Regions from separate parts of the Sus scrofa genome. Here region 2 is linked to region 1. A link is a contact called in public HiChIP or PLAC-seq data. All regions are on one chromosome and are shown on one strand. The core of a region is the stretch at or near the end of the contact, and the rest is flanking DNA. Distances in the headings are between cores, read along the strand shown. Region 1 holds the start of ACSL1 (acyl-CoA synthetase long-chain family member 1). Region 2 has its middle 28 kb from the start of HELT.

The links. HiChIP or PLAC-seq counts read pairs in DNA pulled down with a chosen protein or histone mark.
Region 2: an H3K27ac HiChIP or PLAC-seq map of skeletal muscle shows a contact between it and region 1. The contact joins the enhancer-like site here to the promoter of ACSL1 in region 1. A contact is called at or near these places in 1 of 5 promoter capture datasets (liver), 6 of 47 Hi-C or Micro-C datasets (liver, psoas muscle and skeletal muscle) and 2 of 2 datasets of contacts at active chromatin or transcription factors (alveolar macrophages and skeletal muscle).

What each region holds. Positions count from the first base shown.
Region 1 is chr15:45,931,764-45,936,957 of Sscrofa11.1, forward strand. It overlaps ACSL1 (acyl-CoA synthetase long-chain family member 1), which reads right to left and starts at 1,349. Exons shown (of 21, transcript NM_001167629.2): 1 at 1,306-1,349.
Region 2 is chr15:46,056,955-46,062,627 of Sscrofa11.1, forward strand. No RefSeq gene overlaps it. Among named protein-coding and RNA genes, the nearest start is that of HELT, 28 kb to the right of the region's middle. Within about 2 kb of position 1,552, at least 8 of the 83 cell types and tissues checked have an H3K27ac peak or open chromatin away from gene starts, as enhancers often do. A contact at or near this core is called in skeletal muscle, where this site is marked.

The DNA of each region.
Region 1 (5,194 bases), core at 99-2,598:
GGTTTTAAATCAACCTGACCTGCCACCTCCACCTGAAAATGCTCAATCAGCCAGAAGGCTTTGATTGGCTTTTTGTTTAAGTGTTTAAGTAAATAACTGTTTACAGTGAGATAATCATAGATGAAATTTGTGTCAGAAACTGGAATTTAAGCAGTTTCTCTTGGTCTAAAGGAAGGGGAGTTCTCTTATAGTGCTTCGGGTTAAGGATCTGGGGTTGTCCCTGCAGCTGCTCCGGTCGTTGCTGTGGCACGGGTTCCATCCCTGGCCCAGGAGTTTCCACATGCCCCAGGTGGGGCCAAAAAATAAAACAAATAAAATAAAAAATAAATTTAGAAAATAAAAGGAAGCATATTAACAGTTGGGGCACTTATTCCTGCACTAACAAGAAGCTTAGAAGTCTGAACTTTAAAAGGCAAGGGCACTTTTATAATGGTCTTAATTAAGCTCCATAACCTTGGAAGTAGGTTGGGTGAGGAAGGGGTGTGCTATTCTAACGTACACACTGATTGGCGAGAGCATCCGTCTCTAGGTTCTCGTCCACGTGTTCGTTCAAGCCACCTACCAGCACTCTCCGTCTAGGCTGCAAGGTGATAGATAGCATCATTTTTGCTTCCTATTTTCAAAAAATGCCAGACTCCTCAAATGACTCACTCCATCACAGCTCTGCGCAGCGGCACGGGCACTACTGTGGAGGCACCGCGAGAATTTCCACATGTGGCAACCCGCTTCCGATGCTGCCTTTGACCCTCCCGCAAGCGCCGCGCGCAGGAGCCACCATCGCGCGGAGGCTGGGTCACAGCCTGCACCGATGCGTCCACGCGCGATCGGAGCGCGCCTCAAACCCCGCCCAGGGGCAGGAGGGAGGTCGGACCGAGAGAGCACCGTCACCGCGCCGCGGGATCATCCCTCGCATCTGCAGCCCCGGGTCCCGCTTCTCGCCAGGCCGGTCCTCGCCGTCATAAAAATAAGGATCCAGTCCCGCGGCCCGCGTCACCCACACGCCGCGGTGCACCAGCCCGGCGCCGTCCGCAGGGAGCCGAGGGCCGATATCCCCGGCTCCGGCACAGGAAGCGGCGGCGGCTCGGGCGGCCCGGAGGCCTCAGTTGCAGCGGGAACCCAGGGGGCCGCAGGGCAGAGGCCGGAAAAGCGGCACGTCCCGGCTAGCCGAGGGCCGGCTCGCGCGCCTCTGCTGAGGCCGCCGCCTCCCAGGCTCCTGCCGGCGGAGCAGCATCAGCCTCGCGGCTCCGCTAAGACCTCGGGGCCACAGCGTGCACGGACACGGTTCCTCGCGGCAGGAGCACTCACCTCCTCCGCAGGCCAGGCGGTTCGCCGCCGGCTGTCACCGCAGCCCACTGCCTGCCCTGCACTGGCTCCGAATGCTATTTAAGGGCGCCGCCGTCGCCGCCGTGAGCTGGCTGTGCCCCAGCCCCTACCGCTGTGGAGACAGGCTGCTGCCGGTGCGCGTGCCGCGCCCGCCCTGCCCGGTTCTCAGGCCCCGCCCCATCACAGAACACGCCCCCACATCAGGTCCCGCCCACCCGCCGCGCGCCGGCCTTCCCGTCAGGTCGCGCGCGTGCCGGCCGGGCAGCAGGTGGGGGAGTTCCGGGAAGCGTTGGGGAAACGCCTCTGAAGTAGCCCTAACTGTCCCGGGATTTCATAACGAATCCGAGGGGGGCAAAGAGCAAATTGTGGCGGTTCAGCCCAGAAGTCTGCGGTGCAGTTGGAGGCCGGGAGACGCCCTTTCGTGTCTTCCTTCCGCAACCGCGTGCCCCGCTGATTTGGCGGGCGGGGGCTTTCTTTTCCTATTTTATTTGGCAACGATGTGCAGGACTCCTTTTAACCCGGTTTCACCACTGCTCCCACGTGGGGTTTTGCCACAGACCTGGCTGGGAAGGCCCCAGTCTGTACTTCTGCAGCTGCCTGGACATGAAGCAACCGAAGAGATCACCCCGGGTATAGCTGGGGCCGCGCACTGGTTCCACGTCACTAATGGCAGTGTTCACCTGCCAAGTTCTTGGGGCCTGTCTGCTGCTCAGCCCTGGCGGTGCGGTTTTGAGGGCTACTGTCTGCATCCATGCGATGCCCATTAGGGGCCTTTCAGAGGCCAGCTTTTTTCAGGCTCCTAGCCCAAATGTTATTGTTCCTCTTAGCCCCCTGAGGTCTGCTGGTACCTTAACCTCTAATAACCGAGGTCCTGGTTACAGTGGTACTTGTGTCCAGCACTGCATGGCCGGCTCTTATCTGGAACTGCTTTGAGTTTGAGGCATGAGAAGAATTATTTTTATAATGCCTCTAATAATGACAGCCTTTACTGAAACATTTCACAATTATCCTATTGAATCTTCATCATAACCTTATGAGATGGGTGCTGTCATTAGTCCCTTTTTACAGATGAGGACACAGAGGTACGGGGAGGTCGAAAGCTAGTGAGGGCAGAAGTACACTGGGCCTCAGGCAATCTGCCTCCAGAGCAGTCCGTAATAGGCGAATGTACTTGTACTGACTTTGGTGTGAGCTTGTGCTCACTCAGGCCTCATACTCAACCTTAACTATGTGACAATACTCAGGCTGACTGTATGACAGTAGCCTAAGGACTGTCACTGGGCTTCTCTCACAGTCCCAGAACATCTGAACAGTGGCCACAGTAATTGTTTCCTCCCACAGCGTTTTCAGCGCTGTGCTACAGTGATGGTGGGGGCACTCCGCATTCTGATGGCCTCTGTAACAGGTCACTTCTCCTTGAGCTCCTTCTCCATCTAGGTCTTTTTTTTTTTTTTTTTTTTGCTTTTTAAGGCCATATCTGCAGCACATGGAGGTTCCCAGGCTAGGGGTCTAATTGGAGCTGTAGCTGCCGGCCTATACCAGAGCCACAGCAACACAGGATCTGAGCCGAATCTCTGACCTACACCCCAGCTCACGGCAACACCAGATCCTTAACCCACTGATCAAGGCCAGGGATCGAACCTGCAACCTCATGGTTCCTAGTCGGATCATTTTCGCTGCGTGATGGGAACTCCCATCTAGAGCTTCTAGATCTGGATTTTCCATTTAAAAGAAAAATAGGGAGTTCCCATCATGGCTCAGTGGTTAACGAATCCGACTAGGAACCATGAGGTTGCAGGTTCGATTCCTGGCCTTGCTCAGTGGGTTAAGGATCTGGTGTTGCCTTGAGCTGTGGTGTAGGCTGCCAGCTGCAGCTCCAATTCGACCCCTAACCTGGGAACTACCGTATTGGCCCTAAAAAGAACAAAAAGAAAAATGAAAAAATAGGAGTTCCCATTGTGACACAGCAGAAACAAATCCAACTAGTATCCGTGAGGATTTGGGTTCAATCTGTGGCCCTGCTGAGTGGGTTGGGGTTCTGGCATTGCTGTGAGCTGTGGTGTAGGTCACAGACATAGCTCAGATCCCACATTGCTGTGGCTGTGGTATAGGTCAGCAGCTGTAGCTCCTATTTGACCCCTAGCCTGGGAACCTCCATATACCACAGGTGCTGCTCTAAAAAGCAATAAAATGAAATAAAATAGTGTGAGCAGAGTTGGTTCCTTCTGCAGGCCGTGCAGGAAGACTGTTCCAGGCAGCTCTCATTGGCTTGAAGATGGCTTCTTCTCCCTATGTCCCCTTACATGGTTTTCCCTCTTATGTGCCTGTATCCAGATTTCTCCTTGCAATGACACTAGTCAAACTAGATTAGGGTCTATAGTAATGCCCTCATTTTAACGTGATTACTTCAGTTAAGAATCTCTCTCCAGACAAGGTCACATTCTGAAGTTCTAGGGGTTAAGATTTCAACATATATAGGGTGGGGGGCCCTCAGTTCAACCCATAACACGTGACAGTTGTCCTTGGCTGTCTCCTCTTATCCCCTTCCTCTCCAAGACATTTTCCCCCTATAGCATGCCTGTCCCTGGGTTTTAGCCCTTAATGCAGGTGGCTTCTCAGCTCAAGAGTGGGACAGGCATCCATTGCATCTCGAGTCCCACTTCTGTTGGCAGAAACTATTGTGTGACAATGGGAAGCAACTTCATTCCCCAGAAGTTCAGGTTTCTCCTCAGGAAGTAAGGCAGCTAGATGAAATAATTCCTCGGGTCCTTTTCGGCACTTTACAAAAATGCCGACAACTTTGCTTCCTAATCATTTTTAAAAGTTTCACAATTTATGGGGTTATTCCGCGACCATCAGCTAGACTTGCATGGGAGGCCGTACTGCACAATGGTTGAGAACAGAGGCTTTGGAGTTGGGCCACTGTGCATTAAGCCCCATCTCCTCTGTAAAATGAGATTAGTAGGACGTACCTTAGAAGGGAGGTGCCACAAGAACAGCCTATGGCCTCAGTCTTCTCTTTAAATGAATGTTCCACAGTCTATGGTTGAGGGATTCCATTTTGTGACTCGTGGAACAGTAGGAATCCAGTCTTAAACCTCTTTACTTTCTTTCTTCCAACTTCCTCTGTGGCCAAGTGAACAAGAGCCACTTGGATACTGCAGTGGAACGAATTTCCTAATGGAAGCCTGAGTCTTTTCAGTTGTTCTCACCCCTGTTACATTTTGGGTTGATGAAAACTTTTGTGGTTAATTCTGGCTAGGTCCAAATCTATATCTGTCTAAAACTGATCAATCCTCTAGACAAACTAAAGTGAGTCAAAGTCCTTTTGGAGACAAGCTGAAGGGCAGGTTGTCAATGGCTTTATCTCAAAAGCTCTCACAGGCCAGTGGCCCCTGCAAAGTTGTGATGATTACTATTGGCTACAACTTTTGAGCACAGTTCTCTGAACTATGGCCACATGGATTAATAATGGCCAATGTGCTCTCACTTCTAGACCTTGGGAGGTGTTGGTGGCAGGAGGTGGGTGTCACAATATGTATGGAGGCTGCATCTACGTTAGGCATATAACCATTTCTCCCATGAAACTGTAAGTGGTCAGAGAACAGAGAATCTTCATAAACCACCACCACCACTACCAACACGCTGCACGCCTCTGCACATCCTAGCATGGTATTTACACACGGTGCCTACTCCATTGTTGAACTGGACATATTTTTCTAAGTATTCACATGTGGTCAACCAAGCAAGGATTCAGGTTTTGTGAAGTGGGAAGTTTATGTAGTTTAGAGGGCCTCTTCAAGAAAATGACAAAGTTGGATATGAAATTAAATGTTTCTTTAGATCGAAAACAGAAATCCCAGTAAATTTC
Region 2 (5,673 bases), core at 302-2,801, 130 kb after region 1:
ATCTTTTACTCCAAGCCTCTCAACCCTTATCTTTAAAAACTGACCTCACCCTTGGAATCTGCTACACACTGAGGCCACCTACGCCCAGGTGTGTCAGAGGCTGGGTGGAGAGAGGGGAAGTATGTGGAGATCAGCAGCGCACACACAATGCTTTGCTAAAAGGGAAATTTGGACAGATGCACCTGGATGATTTGGTTTAAAACCAGTCATATCACAGAACTTAGTCACAGCAGCATGAAGGCCTCCCCAGGCACCTCCCTGCCCAGCTCCCACAACAGGGGCCATCAGTCCCCAAGGCCTGGCACATGGTCAGAATCCTAAAGAGAGGGAGGGAGAGACTCCCTTCCCTGCCCAGCCAAGGTCAACACCCGCCTTGGGGTTTCTGATAGAGGGTTTGGGTTCCCCCAGATGATAAGCCCACCTTCTGCAGAGAAGACCAGCTCCTGCCCACACGCAGTGACCTTATCTCACAGTCTCTCCAGGTCACAACAGTCACCTCAAATCCCTAGTAGAAGCAGGACACACTGGGTTTGGGGTGCAGATGGGATATGAACGGGGCCATTTGCTCACACTGCCTCAGTCCCGCCCTGTCCCCCTGGACCTCGGCCTCCCTGGCTGAGCCAAACTGGACAGAAGGCCTCTCATTCCTCTGCAGAAGGACGTTTAAGTTATCTGATGGGCAGAAGCACATCTGGGCAGACAAGGGGATGTGGCCCTTGTTCTCCATGGGCACAGCCTCCAAAAATGACAAGACTTTGTTGACAATTGTAGAAGTAACATATTTCAGGGCTGACGCCGCCAATATGGTGAACAGGCCCTGGAGGAAACAGCGCAGGCTCTGTGCTGGCGCAGGGGGTGAAGGTGGACACAGTGCTAGAGGGGCAGGGCCTAGACCCTCAGTCCCCCCACCTCAGGGCACTCCCTGCCCTGGGCACACATCTTGCCCCTCCTGTTGGTAGAGAAGAGTGAATTTATAATAATGGGGGCAAAAAGAGGGCATTAATCTGGAAAACCTAGTGCTCTGCTAAAGGGGTTTCTGAGTTATGGCCACAAAAATATTTTGTGAGTCTGCCATCTGCCACAGCCTGATTCTCTAACAACTTAGCAATCAGTGTTAGACCTTTGAAGGTAAAAGGATTAGCTGAAATGTGATCTGAAATATATGTGTGATATTTTGTATGCATACTCTCCTGATTTCCACTCCATTGAAAGATGTTTAACATTCAGATTGTATTTATTTTACCAGTAAAACGTGGCATCTTCAGTTTAGCTACATGATATGTAATATGACATGACTGGGAAACAGGGGCCTCTGACCGAGTTCATCTTCCAGTTACAGGATCCATCTCATTCCTCAGACACAGACTATAGCAGGGGAATTAAGGGCTAGAAAGGGTGGTAGGGAAAGCTTACAGAGCTTCAATATGCTTGAAGGCAAAAATGATCATTGATGCTAAACCATCCTGGATGTTGTTCAGTCTCTGTTGATTCAGAAGGTTTATGAGGTCCTCGTTGTGCAACAGAGCCACCCTGAGGACACTGGCCCAGGGCTGTGGAGGACACGGGAGGCCATGCTGGCTCTGGCGATGGACTCTAGAAGCTGTGCATGTAGGCCTCTGTCCACTGAGGTGGAGCACATATCATGCACAACATTTGGTCCCAGAAGCCGAAAAGTTTGGACTTCTGTTGAAATTCTAGAAGTTAGTAAAAGGACATCCCATTAGCCGTATGAAGCAGATGGTTAATGTGTACTCGTGATCATTCTTTGCAATTTATTACACCATGCACAGAGGTGTTAAGATCTGGTGGCCACATCTCTTTTTGTCCTCATATAATTTTATAAATTTAACTCTTAAAAATTCTTTGTTGGATATTAAAATTCTGTGGGCTATTAAAAAAAAAAAGATCTGGCGGGCAGTTCAGACTTGAAATAACTCATACAGCTTTTAAAGGGTCTAAGTGACGGGAATGATTTAACTTATCACAAAAGCTTCATCTAATTCCACAGCCCCCAAAATTCCCCAAACTTCTGGCAAAGCCAGACAGGGCTCCACCTCACCTCCACAGCGACACCCCCATCCCCAACCAAGAGGCTGTCCACCAGCATCTCCAGCTCACATGCCTCAGCCTGGCCCTCTTATCGCCCTCAGAAGCATCTGTGCAGTTCCCCAAGCTAGGGACTCAGGACCAACCCTCCTCTTCGCTCTCCTTCACCCCTTGCTGACTGGCCCCCAAGCTGGTAGAGCCGGTCAGAGCCACCACTCAGCAGCAACCCCTCTATTTCAGGCTTCCTCCTCCCACCTGGCTCAGCAACAATCCACCCACCAGCCTCCCGGCTCCAGGCTCCACCACTGCAGCCTCCACTCCATCTAAGCGTCATTCTTCTTGAGACCAATCTTCTTAAAAGCTTTCTAAAGGTCAAATTCAAACTCTCCAGGGGGATAAACAAAGCCTTTCAGTGTCTGCCCTCCACCAATGGTCCCTTCTCCTGCCAGCCCCCAGGCTCCCAACTCTCAGACTTGCTGTGCTATGCTTCAGGCCCTGACCCTGTGCACACTTCCCACCCCACGTTCCCTCTGCTCACACCAGCTGGGACATTCACTCATCCTCCGAGATCCTCCTAGGAAGCCTTCCCAACTCCCCTGCAGCCATGCCTCTTAGAGCCCTTATATCACCTGTTGTTTTCCTTTGTGAGTGTGTGTCCCACTAGACTCTGAGCTCCTGGGAGGGCAGGTAACTTACACCCGAGGTGTGCCATTTAGCACAAAGTGGAAGCACACACCTGGCAATACTTGAATATCAGTACTTGTCCATGGAGATCTGAGCGGTTCCATTTTGGCTGAGACAAGGGTTGAGCAAAGCAATTCTTTATAATCACTGAAGAGATGCAAAGGTAGTGGCCCTTTCCTTGTCCAAAGAGCCCCTTAATACTAGACACCACCTATTAAACATTTATACTAGGGGTCAGATTCTGCACCAAACACTTCCCACATTATCTCATTCACTACAAGCTATGAAAACTCCAGTAGTACCACAGTTTATAGGAAAACAGATTCTACAGCAGAGGGGCCCTGGAGAGGCTAAACCACATGCCCAAGGCCCGGCTCCTAGCTACTGCACCAGAGAAGCAATGGATCCAGGATGTGGACTCTGCTCCAGGTCAGGTCTCCTGAGGAATCTGCTACAGTTTCAGGGTGGTTGTGGGCAGGAGAAGGATGCTGGCTGGGTAGGAGAATTCAGGGAGACAGTCTCCCTTGCAGCAGCATTCTGATTGAATGAATGCAGTTTCTTTCCATTCTGGGCTTGCTGTAGATCACCAAGTGTATTCTAGGTGCCCTCAAAGTCCACCTGCAAAGCAGAGAAATCCAGACCCCTGGTGATCCAGCAACTGACCCATCATTGATTATGGCTTGGCAGTGAGTGCTGCAGCTTCCAGGAGACCCTAGAGTGAAAATGACTTTGGCTTTAAGTGGGCGTCCATCCCAAAAGACACACAGCATTAGTTTCTCTGCATATCTGCAAAGGACCCTCCACTGATTGGGCCCAAGTGTGGGTCTAGGGCAGCTCCTAGCTCCATATGTTCAACGCTCCCTCTCTCCAGAGGCCCATCCTCTCTCCAGTGGCAGTTAATCATGTCCTGTATCTATTCTGGGCCACATTCATTTCCCATGGTGCAAATTAAGTTCTGACAGTGTTCCTATCACATTTAATCTGTTGATTCAGACAGCCAAACCCTTCAGCTTACTGATAACTCTTCCTCTGTATTAAAAGAATGGTTTGGAGTTCCCGTTGTGGTGCAGTGGTTAACGAATCCGACTAGGAACCATGAGGTGGCGGGTTCGGTCCCTGGCCTTGCTCAGTGGGTTAAGGATCCAGCGTTGCCATGAGCTGTGGTGTAGGTAGCAGATGCAGCTTGGATCCCATGTTGCTGTGGCTCTGGCATAGGCCAGTGGCTACAGCTCCGATTAGACCCCTAGCCAGGGAACCTCCATATGCCCCAGGAGCGGCCCTAGAAAAGGCAAAAAGACCAAAAAAAAAAAAAAAAAAAAAAATTAAAATTAAAAAAATAAAAATAAAAGGATGGTTTCGCCAGAACACAAGTCCGCTTCAGAAAGACCCCCCTCCCTCCCCTTCCTCTGCCCCTCCTCAGGAAGCAAGAAAACATCACTTTGTTCAGCCCTTGTCCTTTATTCCAAAAACGCAGTGCGAGAAGGTAGCATTCCGCATACATCTTGCTAGCCAGGGGGACACCTAGTGGTGGAAGTATGAAATACAACAATGAGGAGTTAAGACTAGTCTTTAAAAAAAAACAAATCAGCTTTACTGAGGTAATGATAGGGGTGGAGTAGGCACAGGTAGTTGTAGAAGTCCTGATAAAGGACCACATTTAAAGAGGAAACAGGGGACATTGGGAGATCACTGTAAATTAATAAATTGATCAAGAAAACCATCAGCACAAAGCAGGCTTATTTTGTTAGTGGAGCCTTGAGAATTGCCTCAGGTGGCAGATGGCATCAGGCCTGCATTCATACTCAGACCAAGGGCAAGGGTTTCAGGACCACCCTTCTGCGGATTTGAATACACACTTCACCAGATACAAGGAGGAGCTAATACTCCTAGAAAGGAAGAGGCGGGCTTTTCCAACCCCCACTCCCCTTGGATAGTAAAACCTGTAGCCCATGGGATCCTCTGGGCAGAGCTTCTGTGCCTGTCCGCTTGCATCTCTCACAAGCGTCCTATCTTAATAAATCTATTTCTTGCCTATCTCCTTGTCTCTCGCTGAATTCCTTCTGTGCAGAGACATGAAGAACCTGAACCTCAGTGAGTCCAGACACAGGGTGAGTGATTCTAATTTAAAACCTTGGGTTTAGGAGTTCCTTCTAAAATTTTTTCAAAAAATCTTCAACGTGGAAAAATTTTTTTAAGATTTTTATTTTTGGAGTTCCCGTCGTGGCTCAGTGGTTAACGAATCCGACTGGGAACCATGAGGTTGCGGGTTGGGTCTCTGCGCTTGCTCAGTGGGTTGATGATCCGGCGTTGCCGTGAGCTGTGGTGTAGGTTGCAGATGCGGCTCGGATCCTGCATTACTGTAGTTCTGGTGTAGGCTGGAGACTACAGCTCGATTAGACCCTGCCTGGGAACCTCCATATGCCGCAGAAGCGGCCCAAAGAAATAGCAAAAAAAAAAAAAACAACAACAACTTGCATGATGGAAAACACTGACAAAATTGAGGGGAAAAAAAAAAAAAAAAAAAAAAAAAACCTTGGGTTTAAGTCCCAATCTGGGTTTAGGCTGGGTTCGAGTCCGATCTGCATATAGGTTCATGTCCCAATCTGTGTTCAGGCCGTTAATACTGTCATTTCAGTATGACTAACATACACTGTATATATTTAAAGTGTACAACTTGATGTCTTGACACATATACATCAGGAAATGATCACCAAATCACGCTTAATAGAACATTGTCTCTGCACAGCTACGACGTTATTTGGGGGAGTGGGTTTTGGATGGGGGGTAGGATGGAAGGGTGGTTGTGTGTGTGTGTGTGTGTGTGTGTGTGTGTGTGTGTGTGTGCGGCGTGGGCGCGTGGTGAAAAGACTTAATTTAATATCAACTCTCTTAGCAAATTTCAAGTACACAAAACAGTGATTGTTAACTATCGCCACCGTACTG